Regions from separate parts of the Mus musculus genome. Here regions 2 and 3 are each linked to region 1. A link is a contact called in public Hi-C and promoter capture Hi-C data. All regions are on one chromosome and are shown on one strand. Each heading gives the region's core, a stretch centred on a gene start, on an enhancer-like site or on the middle of the called end of the contact. The rest is flanking DNA. Distances are from core to core; before and after follow the strand shown.

The links. Promoter capture Hi-C pulls out the DNA fragments that hold promoters and counts their contacts. A called contact is a pair of places that touch in the nucleus more often than the background predicts.
Region 2: a Hi-C map of neural stem cells shows a contact between it and region 1, with 2.1 times the contacts expected there. The contact joins two enhancer-like sites. A contact is called at or near these places in 1 of 15 datasets of contacts at CTCF or cohesin (large pre-B cells), 29 of 484 Hi-C or Micro-C datasets (B cells, the G1E-ER4 cell line, the HL-1 cell line and 19 more) and 5 of 115 datasets of contacts at active chromatin or transcription factors (astrocytes, bone marrow-derived dendritic cells, bone marrow-derived macrophages and 2 more).
Region 3: a contact with region 1 is called in a promoter capture Hi-C map of neural stem cells. The contact joins the promoter of Fabp7 here to the enhancer-like site in region 1. A contact is called at or near these places in 8 of 39 promoter capture datasets (the HPC-7 cell line, HPC-7-derived erythroid cells, hippocampal neurons and 4 more), 1 of 15 datasets of contacts at CTCF or cohesin (large pre-B cells), 3 of 484 Hi-C or Micro-C datasets (embryonic stem cells and neural stem cells), 4 of 115 datasets of contacts at active chromatin or transcription factors (bone marrow-derived macrophages, embryonic stem cells, large pre-B cells and 1 more) and 4 of 9 other capture datasets (adipose tissue, embryonic stem cells, liver and 1 more).

The regions. Positions count from the first base shown.
Region 1 is chr10:57,569,419-57,574,008 of GRCm38.p6, reverse strand. No RefSeq gene overlaps it. Among named protein-coding and RNA genes, the nearest start is that of Serinc1, 39 kb to the right of the region's middle. Within about 2 kb of position 1,703, at least 8 of the 459 cell types and tissues checked have an H3K27ac peak or open chromatin away from gene starts, as enhancers often do. A contact at or near this core is called in cerebellum, neural stem cells and stem cell-derived neural stem cells, where this site is marked.
Region 2 is chr10:57,742,414-57,747,044 of GRCm38.p6, reverse strand. No RefSeq gene overlaps it. Among named protein-coding and RNA genes, the nearest start is that of Fabp7, 40 kb to the left of the region's middle. Within about 2 kb of position 2,639, at least 80 of the 459 cell types and tissues checked have an H3K27ac peak or open chromatin away from gene starts, as enhancers often do. A contact at or near this core is called in cerebellum, neural stem cells and stem cell-derived neural stem cells, where this site is marked.
Region 3 is chr10:57,781,575-57,786,614 of GRCm38.p6, reverse strand. It overlaps Fabp7 (fatty acid binding protein 7, brain), which reads right to left and starts at 1,692. Exons shown (of 4, transcript NM_021272.3): 1 at 1,534-1,692; 2 at 937-1,109; 3 at 249-350. The coding sequence starts at 1,606. It also overlaps the pseudogene Gm5777.

The DNA of each region.
Region 1 (4,590 bases), core at 454-2,953:
TCAGAAATAACTATCTCTGAGCATTCAGGTATTTCTAAAAAATAAAAAAAATTTTTAAAAAAGCTAAAATTAGACTCAAAATGCATTCCATGGTTGGTATCAACCTTCAAGGGATCTGAAACTACAGCTGGCATGGTTTCAGCATCCATGTATAGCCGCTGAGGACTGGGCACAGGTACTGTTTAGACCACTGCAAACAAAGCAATGCCTCGCTGAATCTCGAGCCTTTCCAGGTAGCCAAGGCCCTGACACTCCACAACAGAGTGGATTTTATAGTTAAGTGAATGATCTGTTTTCACACATATAATGAAGTTAATCAATAGTAAGGATTAATAAACAAGGATCAGAAAGAGGAGAGAGAAAGGAACAATCACTTCGCTTAAAGGATAATGCAGATTATTATCCATATTCTTTAACCTATGCTTCCCAGGATCAAAACACCTGATACTCTGTAGTGAAGCTACCGAAAAGAAATTCTATTTTTTTTACTGCAAAATCATAAAAAAAAACAATGTTTGATATGTACCATGGGACAACATATGTAAAAAATACAGTAACTAATTATTCTGTGGAAATCAACCATATCCAGATATCTATACTCTTATTGCCTGTCTAAAGCAGTCATCAGTATTCTAAGAGCAATCACAGATAGCATACATTTCTGTATAAATTCCTATTGCATACCATAAAACTTTCACATCCGCGATGTAGAAGGAAAACAAATATTTCTTGTACTAACTGTGTGAACTGGTTGCACTAAAAAAAATGTATCTGAAAGGACATGTTCAATAAGCAATCTTTTAAGGGCATAGTTAATTTTTATTAGCACCTATTAAGCCCCTGCTGTATATTATATAGAACACAGTATAATTTAGTCTATTCCAAGTAGGAATTGATTATTTTCACTGTCTCGTCTCATTGCCAAATACTTAGTACTAAATAGATTGTAGAGGAAAGCATTCTCACAGGGCCAATCCAAGTGTCATCTCAGCAAACTCATGATAACTCAGAGTCACTTGTGGGCATGGGATTGGAAGGACTGGTTTTATGTAGCCATGTGTCTTAGGACTTAGGCTGAGTTCCATTCTTTAAGTTGTAGTTTTCCATCTTACTCTCACATGTTCACCTTTATCACTTAAAATAGTTAAAATTGAAAGCAGGGTACAAATTACTTCCTTGGACTATCTTTGAAAATCTTGTAATGGTAAACCATACTATTATAAAAATTCTGAAATTTATTTGAAAGAAACCTAAATGGGCTTTTCACGGAGGACATTCTAGGACATTTAAAAACATCAAACACTAATATCTTCTGTACTCAGTGTTTTCCTCAAACCAAAACAGAAAGGAGATTTTTCTTAGCGGCAACTCTTCTCTATTCCTTTGCAATATGTTCCTGAATCAAAAGAACCAAAATATTGTCAAGGAGTTTATCCATTATCCATTATCCACTATCCATTATCTGTTATCCACTATCCATTATCTATTATTGCTTCCAACGGGATCGCAAAAGTCTTGTGGCTTAGACCATTCTCTTGTTTCTCCACACTGCAGCGTGTATTAGAGAATAGTTAACATTCTTGCCCCATATTTTGTTATTATAATAACAAAAATAGACCCATGTGTTTCCAACTGTCCATCGCAATCAGACACCATCTGGTGCCACTGGCTGGCTCTGTCCCAGTTTCCACAAAGGAAACAAAAGCCCAGAGAGGTTGAATGGCTTTAGTGAATCACAAAGCCAACAGAATTCAAACCACCAGGCAGGCATTCTCTATTCAGTTCCCTAAAGATGCATGTTTGCTTGCTTAATTCTGTAAACCTCAATTTTCAGCAAGTTTTACATTTAGACTAAATATGAATCAATAAGACTTTCAAACAAGGAAATAAGTACAAACCAGTGCAGATATTGTGTAGGAAAGATATAGAGGTGAATAAATTTCATTCTCTATGAATATACACATATGTCCCCAAATAAACAGCATGTAAAAAATAATCAAAGGAATAACTCTATTGAAATGTGTATAAAATCTGGCAAAACTATTCTTAAGCAAACTCATCTTATATTTAAAATTACTTGATAGGGAAAATAAACAGAAATGACAAACACTTTTAAAAAATAAAACAAAATGTTAGGAGAACAAAAAATAAAACCAAGTCTGTAAATTGTGAAGAAATTGAGAAAAAAACTCTTTCAAAATTTATCATCTCTTATCTCCCTTATGATGGTTTAGGAATTAATAAGAAAAATATAGGTTTATGCAAATGTCGCTGAAGCTCCCTTTTGTCCTGACTGTGTCTGATGTGAACGCTGAGGAGTCCAGAGTCACTGTGGATCCTAAAGGCTCAGACTGCACAGTGAGCTCAGGATGTCCCTGAACCTGCAACCTGCTTATTTCACTCTGTTTACATTTGTTTGGTTGGTTGGTTTATTTTTTTTTCTCTCAAGCACTGCCCATAAACAATTGGTAATTATCCAGTGCTTACTAAGTTTAAATCCAAGCGTCTGCTTCTTAGCACCAACAAGTGAAACTATTGATCTGGATGTCCAAGACTCAACTGACTTGGTCACATATATCGCTCCTGCACTGTGGCTCTCTGCTGCCCCCTCTTGGTTGTAGACAGGATTCCTTCAGACACTGGGACATGCTTTTAAGGCAGTCTAAGCTTTTAGTAATGTAATTACCAAGAATTTTGGTACTCCTAAACGTCACAGAGAGATAAATAAAACGGACTCATTGTAAAAGCAGCGTGTATATGTTTTACTACGTCGCTTCAGAAATCAACTCCATTTCAGTTCAGTATTTTCTAGATTAACCTTGGTTTTTTAAAATAAAAATGGTTGACTTACCTAACTCTCCCAATTGTTCAATGATTCACGGCAGGTTTTATTATTGTTGTTGTTCATAAACAGTTCTAAAATACTATAAAACTGAATGTATACATTTTCAGAGGGCATCTACCAGGACACCGTGTTATGCTTCCTGGATCCATCATCAAGAAAGGACTGACTGCACCCAATGAGCCAGGCGCTGTCTAGGCGTAGCATGAACCTTCTAGATACCTACATTTGTGATGAGTAAATTCCTGTGTGTGAAGGAACGCTTTGCTGAGCAGACACAAATGAAAGGATGTTCTGCTAAAGCAAGCACGTGAAAGGACGCGTGATGAAGAAGAACTCTTTGCTAACAGCACACATGTACTGGGCTGCCTTACATCCTTGTTGTGCTTCATTTGTTGTGACTCCATAGAGAGAAATGCACCCAACAAAACTTCTTGAAAAGTTCTGAGATTGCTTGCTACTTCCTCGGACTTGGGCCAATAGGCAGAGTGATGTCAACTGATAACGGACTCACGTGCAGTTTTGCTAAGACAGACAGCCTCATGTGGAGGCAAGACTTGTGCTAAGGCAATACCCGTGGAGGACATGTGATTTTTGGAAGGAGTATAAATAGGACTCAACGGACTGTGAGAAGGGCTTGCAGGCAGAGCTAGCTCTGCCATGCTTCCTGGTTTCACCTCTTCGCTGAGAGAGGCATGGCAGAGAACATCTCCTGATGTCTCTGCTAGTCCTAGTTCCTCCTGCTGACTCGTGTCCATTTGCCTGAGGCCTGCCTGTTCCTGTTCTGCCCTGCCATGGCTGCTGCTTTCCTGACACTACTGAACTAGACAGCTGGGATATCTGTGAAGTGCCTGCAAGTGGATCGAGCTGCCACTGCTGACCTGTGAACTGAACTGCTGAGTTCCTGACAACACAGATGGAACTGGCTCCAAAGATCCATCCCTAAACAGATCCACTTCCCCATATCATAATAACATTTCTTTCCCACTGGGGGGTGGTGGGCTAGATGGGAAATTGAAGTGTTTAAGCACCATCATTAAAAATAGGCTTTGAAAAATTTAAATTTACAGTATACAAGTGATCCAAATGTCATAGACTATAAACCAGGGTTCTCAACCTCCCTGATGCTGAAACCCATTAATACATTCCTTAGGTTGTGGTGACCCTGGACCACAAAATTATTTTCATTGCTACTTCATAACTGTACTTTTGCTGCTGTTATGAATCATAACGTAAATACCTGTGCTTTTAATTTTTAAGGGGTGTTAGGTGACCCCTTTGAAGGGTCACCAATGGTCATGACTCACAAGTGGAGAATCACTCAGCTAAGCCCAGGCTACTCTTGTGTTTATGGCTGATTCCTGATACAACAGCAGCTGTGATGTCCAATCCTCCAGCACTGGTCAGCTGCTAACGGTTTCTATCTCCATGCTTCAATTCACAAATCCAAGCATCTTCTGAGCCTGCTGTCTTCTCATGGAGACCCGGAAACACACTAACAGCTCTCTCATGTTGTTTGCTATGTGCTTCCCATACATACTAATTTCCAGATTCCAGTTCCATCCTCTCTCCTTTCTGCCCCTTATTTATTAATCCTTTCAGTTGAGTGACTGAATCGTATATCTGGACAGACAACTCACTTAACAACAAAATCGACTTTGTCTCAGAGTGTGAGTGCCTTGACTCCCGGAAAGGCTAGGGATCTGGCGAGGCATTGCTTTATTTGCCATGGTCTAAGCAGCACCCGT
Region 2 (4,631 bases), core at 1,390-3,889, 170 kb before region 1:
CATTTATCTACTACAAGGTAGGATTTGCTTTTGTTTGCATTTGCTTACAGGGACAAAACCCAGATGTCTCAGCCTGATTTTCCTGGGTCTTCGGGATCTTTGCAGAACCTCATTTTCAATGTTGAACCTTGCTTTTCTCTGTGTGTACCACAATGTGAAACTCAACAATCCACCTATGCAATTCTGGTCGCCACTCGGCACCTCTCATCTGAAATACTTGCCATTCCTTTTGAGTTCAGCCTTCCTCTGTGAGTTCACTCCATTGCCTCATTTGTAGCCTTCACTTATCACAGCTTACTCTGTCATGTGACCCACACTGATGCTGCTGCTCATCATTTGGCTGATCCTGAACGGAGGAGACAGCAGAAGCTTTGTAGGAGCACTCAGAGAGGCAGCCATAGAGGGGGCCCTCTTTTCACCCTCTCTGGCCACTGAAGACCTAATAGCTCTATGAGAACTCCAGAGCCATCCGGAACAGGAATGGGGTGCAATGAAGGGGCACAGGAAGCTTTTTTCCACAAGGAAGGAAGTTCTTATGAGTTCAACTCACTGAAATAGGAGGGCTTATCACCAAGGCAACACAGTGTAACATGTACGCAACCTAGGAAAGTTAGGCAGGCATCAGAATGGAACTAAATGTTTCCATATCTTGGAGAGGTAGTAAGGACTGAGGACTCAGCACACTCGTGTAGAATTAAGCTGTCATGCATGAGCATTGAAGAACTTGCTAATAATACCTTCAGTCAATGCTGAGAAACAAAGTCACCAAGTTTGAGTGTACTTTTCTGGAGATCACATGCAATATGCCCCATCTGTCTCCTCTCAAACTAGAAAAAAACAAAATAAGTAGTTCAGGGAAAATAAAATATAAATTTGTTTGCAAGAGTGAACAGGCCATTATTGCCAGAGTTTTATTCTTTTAAAATATCTCAAAAATAAATCCCCAAATTCAAAGACTATCAAGTCTAGGTTGTTAGCTTTCCTATAACTTCAGTTTAAGAAAACTGAAACTCTAGGAATGTGTAATAAAAGAGTACCTGCAAAGAAGCAAAGTATTCTTTCTCCCTCTTTTGGATTTAGTGATGGAATAACCCAGCCGCTGAGCCTCATTTTCTGCTAATAGGCAGAGTTAACTGATCAGTTCATCCCCCCAGTCTCTGATCATCATGGAGTAATCATTGCCTCACTACCTCCTGGTCCATTTCATAAACTTCCATTTTCTTGAGACAGAGATGTTCTGGTCTGAGGAGTGAGACTGTGTACTTGTTAATTATCACTGGGAGGTGAACACCTGCTCCAGAGACCTACAGACAGCCTGTCTGTGTTAACAGAGAATACTAGCAAAGACTGGCTGGTAACAGGAAGCAAGCAGACATGTGTCATGACCCTGCAACCTTTTGTAAAAGTAGTAAAAGCAGAATTATTACAGGGTGTGGCCCTCAGTGCAGAGGAAGTGAAATAAGTTGTGTCTTGTTTTCTCTACATGTTTAGTGACCTTGTGTGTGTACTTAAATCCCAGCTAATAGGCACCAAGAACAAAAATTATTCATTCAATGATTATAGCAGTACCTTAGAAAGAGATGGTATAGCTCATGAGAACCTGGAGGGGAGGCATAAACAGAAGCAAAAGAAACCCCGGGGCGGAGGAATCCACACTGAATTCTGCATCTGCTCTGTAACTTCAAAAGGACTTTGTTATAAATAAAAAGCATTCTTTTTCTTTAAAAAAAAAGATTTAATTATTATGATTAAGCACACTGTAACTGTCTTCAGACACACCAGAAGAGGGCGTCAAATCTCATTACGGATGGTTGTAAGCCACCATGTGCATGTATGTGGTTTCTGGGATTTGAACTCAGGACCTTCAGAAGAGCAGTCAGTACTCTTACCTGCTGAGCCATCTCTCCAGCCCAATAAAAAGCATTCTTGCCTTTAAACACATCCTCACCGTCAATAATCACCTTAACCTTTTAACTCATTTGTGCCTCAGTTTCTCCTGGTGCAAAACAGGGACAATAGTAGTACCATACCACGGGAGTATATGACTTATAAGGACCCATGTGAATAAAGCTCTCAGAATGATATGTGTACATCAGAGAACTATTATGGAAGTGTCTCTTGCTATCTGGGGAGATGATAGAAGTCCACAGTTTGGCTCTCTTACTCCTATATTCCTTTATCTCTCACTTTTCTCACTTCTCTCTCCCCTCTCCTTTCTCTTTGTCTTCTCCTCTCCTCTCTCCCCTCCCCCTTTCTCTCTCTTCTCTCTTTCCCCTGCATTTCTATAATAAACTCTTAAACCATAAAACAAAAAAGAAGTCCACAGTTTGAAAGTTCCATTTCTGAAGCCAGCCTGCCTTGCTTTAAAACCTGTCTTTGCCTCTTACTGGGCTCATCTTGGGTAGCCATTTTGGGCCATGTGCTCTCATGCATAGGGCTATAGTCAGAACTAATTATGTATGAAGCACTTAGGATAATAGTTAATGCTTAGTGTTAGACATTATGTTCTTCTCATGCTATCACTTGCATGTGTCCTCTCTAGGGAAAATACTCCAGTGGTACCAGCAGCTATACTCAGTGCCTTTAGTCCCCAACAGTTCCTTGCCAAGACTTCTTGGCCAGCATCCTCTTTGTACATTCAACGTTCCCACACAGCACACAGTGAGAAAATAGCTATCTCCTCCACCCCCACCCTGGGAAGACCAGGCAAATCAGTTAACCTCATGTCCTTTCTTTTAAGAGTCCCATTTTCTCACTAAGGAGGCTGTGCTCTGATAGAAGATATTCTGCACTAAGGCAAGAATAAAGACGCCCATTCACATGTTATTCACTTGCCTCAAGCTGCTTTGAGAGATCCAAATAAGTCTCAATTGGCAAATAGTGCTTCTAACTTGAAAGGCATCAAAGGCCTATTTGAATCTTAAAGTTTTACACAATTCAGAATTGTTTGTAATTTGATTTTAATAAAAAAAAGCATTGTGCACAACCGTATTAAATTAATAAATAAAATCTAGCTGGTTGTGTTGCATATAAGAAAGAAACTGTTGAATAGAAAAAGCCGTAGCCTTTATACATGCCTAAGTTTATTTTAAAGATGCACTATAGCTCCCTCTCCTGGCACCTAAGTTCAATAGTGTTCCCTAAAATTGAAAAGAAACCAGTAGCCAGATTAGAGTACTTTATTATAGTCCGATAAGGCATCTTTTCAGGGAGGGGTGTGTGTGTGAAAAACTGTAGTTTGGTGATTCCACCCCTGCCCGCTTAAGATAATCCCCACCAACACACAGCAGCATTAGTAAAAACAACGCAACAACAACAAAAATAATCTGGAAACCTAGGGCAATCTGGGCAGATTGGCTTTGATGTGTTAGCGGTAGAGTGACATCGCCACCTGGTGTCCATTTTATGAATTTTCATACATAAGTATTTAATTTTGTGAACATGTAAGCAAAATAATTTACCCAAGAAGCAATATCATTTACCCAATTTTAGGTAGAAATCCACCCAAATCCACACAAACTGGCTGCCTTGCTCTGTCCCTCTTAGTAGCCACCACACTGCGACATCGAAAAATTGATAGGAAAAAGTAAATCCCCGTTATTTTAAATCCAAATCGATTAAAAAAAAATAAAACAGGAATATCTGAACGTCTATTTAGTGCGCTGGGAGCTCTCACAGAACTGCCAAAGTCAAGTCCATGGAATCAAAGGAGTAACAAGCCCTTTGTTCTTAATATCTTACTCTCTGAAGAGTGGCTCCCCAAGGCCTCAGCAGCTGGGCTAGCCCACACCTTGGAGAAGCTGCGCAGTCACATGTGCCCCTCCAAGGCACATGGAACAGAACACATGCGCTCAATATGCTCTGATTTCAAATTTTTGTCAGTGGATATCAGATTGTTTGTATGCTGCTCCTGTTACAGTCTGCAGCTTGGCCGTCCCCCGAAGGGTTCCCTCATCAGAGCCATGGTACTATTCAGAGTAGTGGGAGGTAGGATCTATGATGGAATCTACAGTGAGATGAACCGGTCTTCCAACTGCATGCTCCCACCATGACCTTGCACAGAAACCTGTGAAATCACAAGCACACCTTTTCAGTCTCTCGGTTATCACTGGTACTTCCGTTGTAGTACTCCAAAGGTGCCCAATACTGTCTCAGAATGTCTCTGTGTTCTATTCACTGTCGCGGGAAGCCCCAGGACACACACAAAGGTTAAGTCTGGGAGTAGCACTTTATCTCTCTCCCATCTAGACACTCATCCTTGTCTCCTACAAGTATGGTCATCTACCCAATCTGTGGGTTTACCACAGATTTTCCATTTGGTTCACATTCTGAAAATTAATGATAAGTTAAATGATTATTGGGTTTGTCATCTAAACTCTTTTGTGGGGGGGAGAGAGAGGAGGAGGAAAAAGAAAGAGGAGGAGGAGGGAAAGGGAGAGGAGGAGACCCAAAAGATATGTACTATAAAAAGAGAGAAAACATAAACAAGAGATTAAAAACAAAATATCATGTTAAAATTAAAAAGAAAAGGAGAGAGAAGAGGAGGAGGAGAAAGGAAGGCGGGAAGAAAGAGAGAAAGAAAGAAAGAAAGAAAGAGAGAGAGAGAGAGAGAGAGAGAGAGAGAGAGAGAA
Region 3 (5,040 bases), core at 443-2,942, 210 kb before region 1:
GGGGTAAATTGATGTATAATTTTAAAACTCTACAGGTGCCAACCTGAGGCAACAACTAGTTCTGAGTTTTTCCTTCCTCCTGTTTTACATATTAAGGGACTTTGAACGGCAGGAGAAACTGAGATGAAAATAAGGGGTTGGGGGAGAGCAAAAGTGGGGGCTAAGGAAGAAGAGTCCAGAGGGGAGTGCAAAAGAATGATGCTTAGAAGGGAAGCAGGGACAGAAAAGGCAGACTCCTTAGGACTTACCACGACCATCTTGCCATCCTTAATTTCTCTGGTACAATTTGTTTCTTTGCCATCCCACTTCTGCACATGAATGAGCTTGTCTCCATCCAACCGAACCACAGACTGAGAGCAACAACCAATCAAAGGGGGTTAACAGGCAGAAGTCCACTTTTCACAGAAGTCAAACGACAGCATTATCAGAGAGGGCCATAACTGAGTACATCACTCATAATTATTCCAGCAGCACTTCATCCTCTGTTACTTTCAAGAATCTCTGTTTTCTAAAATGTGGCCATTTATGATTCAGCTGCCATGTATACAGCCAGTTGCAAAAAACCAGCATAGATCAGAAATAAAAATACAGAACTAGTCACTCTTCTTGCTTAAGCAAAGCTTTGCTGTGCGACGGACTAATTGGTCAAGCTGAGATGATCAGAGAGAAGGAACAAGGTGTGGTCTTTCTTTCAAATAAACATGGTTCAATACTCTCTGGGTAAAAGTTGCTATAAAATGTGAAAAAGGATAAATAGCCTGCAAGTTTGGCTCTGGAAATTACTCAGTGTCTGGGATACAACCAGTAAACCCTAGAATGTTAGCTCTGGCTCCTTCTTCCTGAAGGGGGATTCTGAAAGCTTGTTCCCCTTCTCCATGTCTGTGGAGAGATTGGGAATCCTCTGTCCCATCCTCACCGGATAAAGCTGCCTCTTACCTTACAGTTTCTGTCATCTATGCTGGTTTCTTCAAACTCTTCTCCCAGCTGGAAATTGATCTCTGTGTTCTTGAATGTGCATTGTGTCCGGATCACCACTTTGCCACCTTCCTGACTGATAATCACAGTTGGTTTGGTCACGTTTCCCACTTGCCTAGTGGCAAAGCCCACGCCTGAAACAGCAAAGGGAGCCAGCGCAGTTAACAGCAACTTCCAAAATAGTTCAGAAATCTGCTTGTCACTCTAAGAATCCAGAATTGGATTCTAAAGTGTAGATTTCGTCCAAACCTGATTAATGGTTACTCCACTAGCCATGGACAAGGTAAGCACAAATAAGGACCTTCTCACTCCCTTCTCCAAAAGTTACAGAAGCTTCACATTATCCACAGGATATCAAATGGTCCCTTTATTTGATTCTTCGCAAGAAGGCAGGAAAATACCACAGTAAGAATTATTTGAGTGGGCTATGCACAGTCTTAGTATAATTGACACAATGTGCTCAGCCTGTCTTTCAGAAACCTGGTAAGTAAAATCGGGGGTTTCTAAGGATCAAAATACAGAGTTAAGAAGAAAACAGTACGTCTTATTTTTACCTACCCAGAGCTTTCATGTACTCATCAAAATTCTGACTGTCTGTCAGCTTCCAGGTTGCGCAGAAAGCATCTACCATCCTTAACCGCCTAGTCAGCTGAAAATAGGCAGGAACTGGAGGAACTCGGGTCTTACCCACCACCGTAATTCACAAAAACCCTTTGCACCTCAGCAGAAGCTGCTGCCTTCTTATTTAGAGAAGAAGCGGGCAAAAAGCCAATCATTTGAATGACTAACTTGTCTCTTTCCAGCAGGCTGCCGTGGGGGAGGGGCTGGGCAGATGGCTCCAATCCTCCTTGTGATTTGCTCAGGCCACTGGGTTAGCGGAGTAGGTCAAGATCCTCCCAGTTCACACATCACAATCCTGATCCCCCCCCCCCCCATGCTCTAAAGGAAGTCAGCGGGGCCTGGGAACAGAAAACTGTAGAAAAGAGAGGGTTTTTCAGGTTCAGCAGGGGATAAGAAAAAAAAAGGCAACTGCAGCCTCAAACTGGGAGGAAAGAAAAGGGAAGGATAATAGGGCATTGAGATTGATTTCCTTAAGGAGAGCATGGTGTTGGTTACAAATGAAGGCCTCCTTAAAGAAAAACCCACGGAAATGCCAGATTTTTCAGACATAGGCGTCTGAAGGGTGTGTTTTAGTTTTCTTTTATATTTAAACAGAGAGCCAAATGCAGACTAGAATATGCCAAACTAGGAAAAGATACAGAGTGTGAGTGAAAATATATTTCCTAGATGAACCCTGTCCCTACTCAGAGCATCAATGTGACAGACAGTGTAGCTAGGGAGCCAACTCTCAACACAAACACAGTGTGTTTCTCAGAATGTACGAACCAGACCAGAATGGGAAAGGAACCTTACAGAGTGCCCTTAAAATTCATTAATGAGTTAGAGAAACAAAGAGGAGATTTTTTTCCTTCACCTCCTCGAGGGGGCTACAGGATCAATGTGGAAAAGCTGAACAGGCAACCAGTTAGTAAGATCTTAAAGGATATTTTGGTTTCCTAAGGTCACATCTACCTAAATATGAGGCTTGCATAACCAGGGAGACAGGAACTAGAGGGGTGATGCGAATAGAACTTGCCTATACTGTGTGCCAGCTCAGTGTACAAGTATGAGAGAATAGCTGGAAGGTTCTAATAGAGGCGTTAGAGGGGTCTGTGAACTTCCTCTTCACCTTGAGATTCCTCCCCCCCCCCCCCCCCCGGCTTTATAGATCCAATAAAGTGGCACTTTCCCAGGCTCAGAGAGAAAGAGACCCTGGAGTCTGACAAGGCAACCCCTGCTCTTCTGCCAGCGCAGCTTGAGCCTCAGCTCACAACGCATGCATCCCACTCTGCAGCTCCCACGGAAGACAAGGGCTCAGTACGCTTTAGCCTAGTGCTGTGCTAGCTGGATGGCAGCATACCTGTTTATCGTAAACACCAGAACTGTCCCCATACGTGTGTGCCTTCAAGTCTGAACTACATATGCGACTAGTTCCACCACCTTGTGGAATCTACCACAAACCTGCCGTCCGTTTCTAATGGTTTACTCTCACAAATGACAGTTGCTGTAAAGACTTAGCTCATTTTGCTTCCCCAGTATTTAGCAGTCATCCTCCCAACCCCCAGCACACAAGCCTCCTAAATGTGAGCAACTTCTGGCTTTGCCTGATTCTTTAGCAGCAGCTACCACACTGTTCTCAAAGGATCTCTTGGAAACCAGCAACCTTTCAAACACAAATTTGCATTCCCCTCACTACTAAGGACACTGAACATTTTTTTAATGTGATTTTCTGGGTTTTGAATACCGTTCATGCAGTGACTATGTAAATATTTTCCTACTTTAAAGTTGGGGTTTTTTTTTCCCTTTCTGCTGTGCTATATACATATTCTTTGTATATTTTAGATAAGCTACTTGGTGGATATGTGTTTTTGCAAAAAAATCCTTTTTATTTTTTTTTTCTTTTCTTGGTTAAAACAAAAATTTCACGAATATATCAAACTTTATTTTGTATACATCTTAAGAACATATAAATTGAATTTAGTTAATGGTACCTCTGTATAGTTGTTTTAAATTCTAAATCTGATCTTGACTTTTTTTTCTTATTTAGTTTTTATTCATAATCATAAGCTTAACTTTGCAATCCAGCTAGACTTGAAGGGGAATGAGGAAAATATGGAACCCAAAGAACTTCAGTGAGAGCAGAGATTACAGGACATTGAGAGCAGATGGGGTAGGGGTGTTCTTATGAGCTACAGAAAGAATGGTTTGATGGGTAAAATGCCCGAAAGTCAAAAGAAATTAGACTTGTCCACAGTCACAAATGGTGATCTTCTTGCTGGTCTTGCCATTCTTGGACCCAAAACGCTCCATGGCTTCGACAATGTTCATTGCCTTCTTTCACCTTTCCAAAGACCAAATGCTTGCCATCGAGCCATTCAGTCTTGGCAGTGCAGATAAAAAACTGGGACCCATTTGTGTTTGGTCCAGCATTTGCCATGGACAAGATGCCAGGACCTGTATGCTTCAGGATGAAATTGTCATCCTCAGATTTCTCTCCGTAGATGGACCTGCCATCAGTGCCATTACGGCGTGTGAAGTCACCACCCTGGCACATGAATCCTGGGACAATTCTGTGAAAGGAGGAACCCTTATAGCCAAATCCTTTCTCTTCAGTGCTCAGAGCATGAAAGTTTTCTGCTGTCTTTGGAACTTTGTCTGCAAACAGCTCAAAGGAGACGTGGCCCAAGGAAGAACGCGGTGGGGTTGATCATTGCTTCAGCAAGCGGCAAAAAGCAACAGTGGTGTCTGCAAAGCCTGATCTTTGCAGGGCTGTGGATGTGGGGGAAAGAGGGGAGTGGGAGAGAACCCGTGTCCCGCCAGAGATCCAGTGCTCTGGGCGGGTGGTCGGAGGAGGACTGTTCACGCTTTCCACACGGCCCCCGGTGGGTGTCTGCTGTAGGAAGCCACTAACCCCACACAGCGGGTGGTAGACAAGGGGCAGCCCCAGGTACCAGATTCTCGGCCTCCGACATCCCAGGCTGGATACAGCAAAGGAACAGAGAACAGAATAGGGGCCCGGGGTGGCACTTGGCCCCAGGGATGAAAGGAGGAGAGGGCTGGGGGAGAGGGCACTGGATGGTTCCCACTCGGGCGAGAGTCCTTGGTCAGGTCTGTGGCTGGAGCACAGGATGGCCTTCTGGTGGGAGGTTAGACTCGGCTCCTTAGGAGAAAGCCTAAGCATGGCAGTTCAAGCATGGCAGGCCTTCATGATCAGAGACAGTTTATGGTTTTAGAGCTTTATTGTAGAAAGGCAGGGAGAAAGGAAAGAAGGTAGAAAGAGAGAGAAACCAGCCATGGCCATGTGGAGAGATGGGGGAAGGGAGAGAGAGAGAGAGAGAGGAGGAGGAGGCTAGAGAGTAAGAAACCTGAGGGCTAAAGAGCGAGGAGGGGCCAAGCAGCCCCTCTTATAGTGAGCTATAGTCAGGTGGCTGTGGGGGTGGAGTCTAACCAGAATGCCAGAAGCTT